2 separate regions of the Rattus norvegicus genome follow, and region 1 is linked to region 2. The links are chromatin contacts, called in public Hi-C maps. All regions are on one chromosome and are shown on one strand. The core of a region is the stretch at or near the end of the contact, and the rest is flanking DNA. Distances in the headings are between cores, read along the strand shown. Region 1 holds the start of Dusp5 (dual specificity phosphatase 5). Region 2 holds the start of Smndc1 (survival motor neuron domain containing 1).

Region 1 (2,700 bases), core at 185-2,684, 140 kb after region 2:
ACACAAGACTGGCCCCTGTGGGTGCTAAGCATTATCTGTGAGGCCCCAGAATGAAACTGGCGAGGGTGGAGACTGCTAGCAACATCTTTGCATGGCTTGGTTTTTTTTTTAAGACAGGATCTATATTGCTTAGATTGGCCTCAGTTTTGTGATGCTTTTTTTCCCACTCAGTCTCGAAAATGTTGAAAATGCTAGAATTACAGAGTCTATAATGATTGAATTGACTGCTTGAATGAAGAAATGACCCAGAAGCAATGCCAGCCATTACTGCTGTTGGGAATGATTGATTTGATCTCAGAAATTAGATTTCTGCTTTCTCCTAAAGGTCTCATCCCCTGTAGAGTTGTAAATGGATGCAAGGGTTTTCTTCATGAAGAGATAACAGTGAAATAGTTGGCAAAGGGCTTGGAGGCAGCAATGCATTTGCATCCCACGTGCCCTGACAGCTAGCAGAGCCCTCAATAAATACTCGCAGAGCAGACGAATCCGGGAATGGGGGCGGGCAGCACGAAGCTCCAGAGAGAATGGTGGGGGCAGACAGCCTGGGATTACACTTTATCCACCATAATCCCACAAATCCAGAAGCCACCTGGACAACAGTTTACTGGACTGAGCCTCACAGTTGCCCACAGGCTTCCCAGAACCACAGAGTCCCGGAGTCAGTGCATTGCTCCTGTGTGTGTGTGTGTGTGTGTGTGTGTGTGTGTGTGTGTGTGTGTGTGTGTGTGTGTGTTTTGCTCTGAGGCAGCATTCACTATGAAGCTCTGGTGGTATACTGTCCCTATCTTTGGAGAGAGACAAAAGGGGGCCGTCAATCCATCCGAGGCAGAATCCACTTGAAGTCTCTGTCTCACCCATTCACAACTCCTCCTTTTTACTCTCAGGAACTTTTATCACGGAAAATTAAAAGATAGCAAAAGCGGGGGTAGCATGTTAGAAGCCTCCAGCATCAAGATGACCAAGCCACGCCGCATCTCGGCTCATCTCAGATGCTATCTCCTTACAAGTTCAGACACAACAGCGAGCGACCGGAATCCGGGATTCACCCGGAGGCCCAAGGGGCTCCACGGCGCGGCCCCGGTCAGGTTCTAACCGAATTTGCTTCCTCCTCTTCCCGCATGGCGTGGGTCACCTCGCCCTGGTGGCGTTCCTGACACCCCACCGGTAGTCCCGGGTGATGTGTCAGTGAGTCTCTCTCCGCGCGGGGCCCCCGAGAGAGACAGCGGGCGCCCGCCACTTCCTTTTTCTCGCTCTGACTAAGACGCCCTCGCTCGAGCCTGCTCCCCGGGTGGAGGCGGGTGCCCGCACGCCCCGCCCAGGGGCGTGGCCAGGGCAGAGGGGCGGGGAAACACCCATATTTGGCCTTATATGGGCACTCACGTCACAGGACGCGCACTCATTCACATAAAACGCAGCGCTGCCGGCGGAATCCCCAGCTTTCCGGGGCAGCGAGTGGCGGGGCCGGGTGCTGAGCGAGCGGGGCGTGGAGAGCGTCGCGCGGCCCCTCGCGCCGGGCTCCGTTTGCAGGCCACAGCCCCCGCGAGGTGGCCCGCCGGCCCTGGGCCGCCCGTCCTCTGGCAGCTGTGGTGAGCGCAGCGTCGGGCCGGCATGAAGGTCACGTCGCTCGACGGGCGCCGGCTGCGCAAGATGCTCCGCAAGGAGGCGGAGGCGCGCTGCGTGGTGCTCGATTGCCGGCCCTACCTGGCCTTCGCCGCGTCGAGCGTGCGCGGCTCGCTCAACGTCAACCTCAACTCCGTGGTGCTGCGGCGGGCCCGGGGCGGCGCGGTGTCTGCGCGCTACGTGCTGCCCGACGAGGCGGCCCGCGCTCGGCTGCTGCAGGAGGGCGGCGGCGGCGTGGCGGCGGTGGTCGTGCTGGACCAGGGCAGCCGCCACTGGCAGAAGCTGCGGGAGGAGAGTGCCGCGCGCGTCGTCCTCACCTCGCTGCTGGCCTGTCTGCCCGCCGGCCCGCGGGTCTACTTCCTTAAAGGTGAGCTTGTTCGGGAGCAGGCTGCCCCTTGCCACCCTGTGCAGGGACACCGGGGCCCCAGGGTTACCTTCCTGCCTAGGAACTCTGCACCGGAGAAAGTCACCACTTGCGGGAGTGTGCACCCGGGGTTTGACGTGCGCTTGGGAGGTCTTTGCAAACGTCAGCTCCCAGGGCTTCCTTCTCCCCACCCGCCTTTCCTCGAAAGCTCTGGCATCCTCTCTGTCCTCTGGTCTGGGTGGGCTGAGAAGGTGCTGCGGGCGATGCTCCCTAGCCGTTCCGGGGGCCCAGAGCTCATGCTGGTCTCTGGCGCCGTTTGCAGACCGCGGGAGTGTGGGGGGCGGGTCGGAACCTTTCTGTACAGATCTGGCGTGATCAAACAGGTCGAGACCCTCACCCAGGAGAGTGGCGCCGCGGCGTCCCCTTTATTCCCGCCTAGACAATTAGAGTGCGTTAGGCTGTGTCTTGGTGGGCCTCTTGCCTTTTTGACCCTGGCAAGTCCCTCCCCTTCCTCTCCCTTTATTGCTTTTTATTGTTAGCCTCCAGCCTCCTCCTCCTCCCCCATCTAGGCCGTTCTCAAGCTTAATTTGGGAGCTGACTGCTTTCCCTCTCCTTTCATCCCCCTCTTCCCCAGCAGGGGATTATCCCTGGGGCTGCCTCCGAGAGACTACCAAGACTACCAACAGGCCAGCCTAGTTAGGAGAGGTGCCACGGGG
Region 2 (2,737 bases), core at 80-2,579:
TGAAAAAGACAAATATTCTTTTCAAATAACATTAACTACAACTGTCCACCTATACTTACTTGCAAATCCTTCTTCAGTTTCAGCAGATCTTCATTTTCTCCATTTCCCGATAGAGCAGCTTCTACTTGCTGGAGTTGAGCTTTGTAGCTGGCCAACTGTTTTGCTAGATCCTCTGACATCTGAGGAAAATGAAGGCCCATTAAGGCGAGTCAAGTACCAAATTACAAAAATCTTTGTCTGACCCACCTAATTCAACCACTCTTGCTACAACACTGAGGTGGTTTTAGTCGTCACCATCATCTTTACTTTATTCCGCTTTAGCCAATCCACAGACTTCAAGGCAATAAATTCTGAAGACTGCAAACATGTCTGGTACATTCTATACAAAAAAAGATCCCCCAAAAATCATGCTAGTAAAAAAAAAAAAAAAAAGGAGAAAAAGAAAACTGCTTTTCCTTTAACTATTATGGGAAGGCAGTGTATGGCCGGACAATAAAGCCTGCAACACACTTCTTAAAAGTTGAGAAAGTCAAAATCAGGAAAACTAACACAGACAAAACGTCTTCAGTTAAGCACACAAACTCCTCTCTCTACAATCCCACTAAAGGTGTTCGTAGTTCCTCAGGAGGCAAACTCTTCACACAGAGGTCATCTTAGCAACCTGCCTTTTGCCAAACACAGCTCGGCGTCCTCGGGAACCGACAAGTCCCGTAAAGTGTACGCAGACTAAACATACGGGTCCTCCGAGGACCACCTCCGGAACATTCCGGCCCACCGGAAGCCTGGAATCCCGGCCGAGCCTTCCAGTCTGAGGGGTTAGACAAGCCAGCCCTCCTCCCAGTCAGACAGCACCCCAGAGCCCGCCATCATTCCGTCCATCATTTCGGACCAGGAAACCTCAGCTTCCATGGAAACCGCCGAGCCCCGCACCCTCACAGAGGACCTCGTCGGAACGGCGCGGGCGTCTCCCCCACCCGACAGGTTCCCCAGGACGGCCACGTTCGCCGCTTCGGCCACCCACTGGGGGTGCGAGAGCCGCTGGCTCCCCACACTGCCCGAGCCGGGCCCTGCTGAGGCCTCCGCCTCAACTCCAGCCCTGAGGCCCGACTAGGCCTGACCCTCCTTCAGAGGCTCGTTACCTTGGGTGGGACTGGGGATGGGACAGCGGGCAGGGGTCGGGGAAGCGAGCCGAGCGGCGGCAGGGACAGCTACAGCAGGGGAAATTTCCACCACGACGAGATTCGGTCGGAAAAGGAAAAAATCCGCCGGCGAGGGGGGAGGGGAGAAAAGCCGGGCTCAGGCAGGAAGAAAAGACAAGGCGAGCGAGATCCCGCGAGATGTACAAACTCTCGCGAAATGGCACCCCGATCACGTGACCCACGCCGTCCTCTTGAACAAACTGCGGCTTCGGAAGGGGGAGTGGGTGTGGTCTAACGGGCAGGAAGTGGCGTGTCTGCGCTGCGCCAGGAGCAGAAGGCAGGTTCGTCTTACGTCAGTTCCGCCTCGTAGTGGGAACAGCGGCTGGAGCTCTCTTGTGGGGTGTTCCCGATGAGAAGGAGATTTGCGAATGGGTTGGGAGAGATGGCGCGTTCCTTGTGTCTCACGGGGAGGCAGAGACAGGCAGATCTGAGACTGAGGCTGCATAGCGAGACCCTGAAGTCAAGAGAAGGAAAGTTTTGTTGTGTAGAAAATAAATATAGCCAATAAAGATAGATTGAGCCATAGAATGGGAACGGTGACCATTTCAGGTGCGTAGGCATCACCCATGGTAGCTAAAAGCCACGTGGTGAAAGAAAATAGAGAAAGGGAGGTTGTCAAGGTGTCCCAAGTATGAAGCATATCCCACAAAAGAAAAACAGTTACCACGAAAAGTTCGCGATCACTTACCCAGTGATCAGCCTAAGCATTCGTAATTGTAAAACGACCTTACTTTAGGTGAGACCTCTTGGCCAAGTAACGGTCAACAAGAAGTAACTTGTCATCTATGAGGATAATCAAGCCTTTCAGTTTAAACGAAATATAAGCGTAACACTGAATGGCCGTCAGGAAAGAACCACCTATCCAGAATGTGTGGTGTTCTTTTGACGTAAATACTCAAAAGGGTAACGTAATTTTAATGAGAAATGCCTACCTTCACCCTGGCCATTTGAAGACTTCTTTCCAATGCTGTTTGGAGTGGTTTAGAGGTACTCCCTGGACACCACTTGTAGTTTGAGCTCTCGCTTTGTGTTTGCAGTTTGGTTCCAGCTCCCAACAAATTACTCCAGCTCTCATGCCCTCGGCCTGCTGCCTCTGCCCTGCCATTAGAGACTCACTCCCGAACCACAAGCTAAAAATAAAAACGTTAAGCTGCTCTGGTCATGGTCTTTTATCACAGCAAGAATAGGAAATAATGCTATTAAAAGGAGTAAGGACTGTTTCGATGAGAAGAGAAAAAGGTGAACACGGTGGTGCCAGCTGAAGAGCAGCAGATCTTCCTTCTTTCAATGTCCTAATGTAGGTCTCCAGCAAGGTGTGGCCCAGCCTAAATGTGTGTACCACCACGTCTGGATCTGGGACTTGTCCTAAGATGACCTTGAACTCAGAGATCTCCTTGCCTTAGTCTCCTGGGATTCATGGCCACTATGTCTCAAGATCTCCATGCCAAGATCCAGGTCAGAAACTTGTCGCTCCCAGCCTCAAGATCTGGATCGCAGGTGAGCCCTCCAATTCAGGATTGTAGTTCATTCCAGATTTA

The links. A called contact is a pair of places that touch in the nucleus more often than the background predicts.
Region 1: a Hi-C map of kidney shows a contact between it and region 2, with 2.4 times the contacts expected there. The contact joins the promoter of Dusp5 here to the promoter of Smndc1 in region 2.

What each region holds. Positions count from the first base shown.
Region 1 is chr1:262,542,340-262,545,039 of GRCr8, forward strand. Dusp5 (dual specificity phosphatase 5) reads left to right here and starts at 1,435. Exons shown (of 4, transcript NM_133578.2): 1 at 1,435-1,987. The coding sequence starts at 1,609. LOC134485250 (a long non-coding RNA gene) reads right to left here and starts at 1,261. Exons shown (of 3, transcript XR_010063299.1): 1 at 1-1,261.
Region 2 is chr1:262,404,775-262,407,511 of GRCr8, forward strand. Smndc1 (survival motor neuron domain containing 1) reads right to left here and starts at 1,330. Exons shown (of 6, transcript NM_001035234.2): 1 at 1,140-1,330; 2 at 60-179. The coding sequence starts at 179.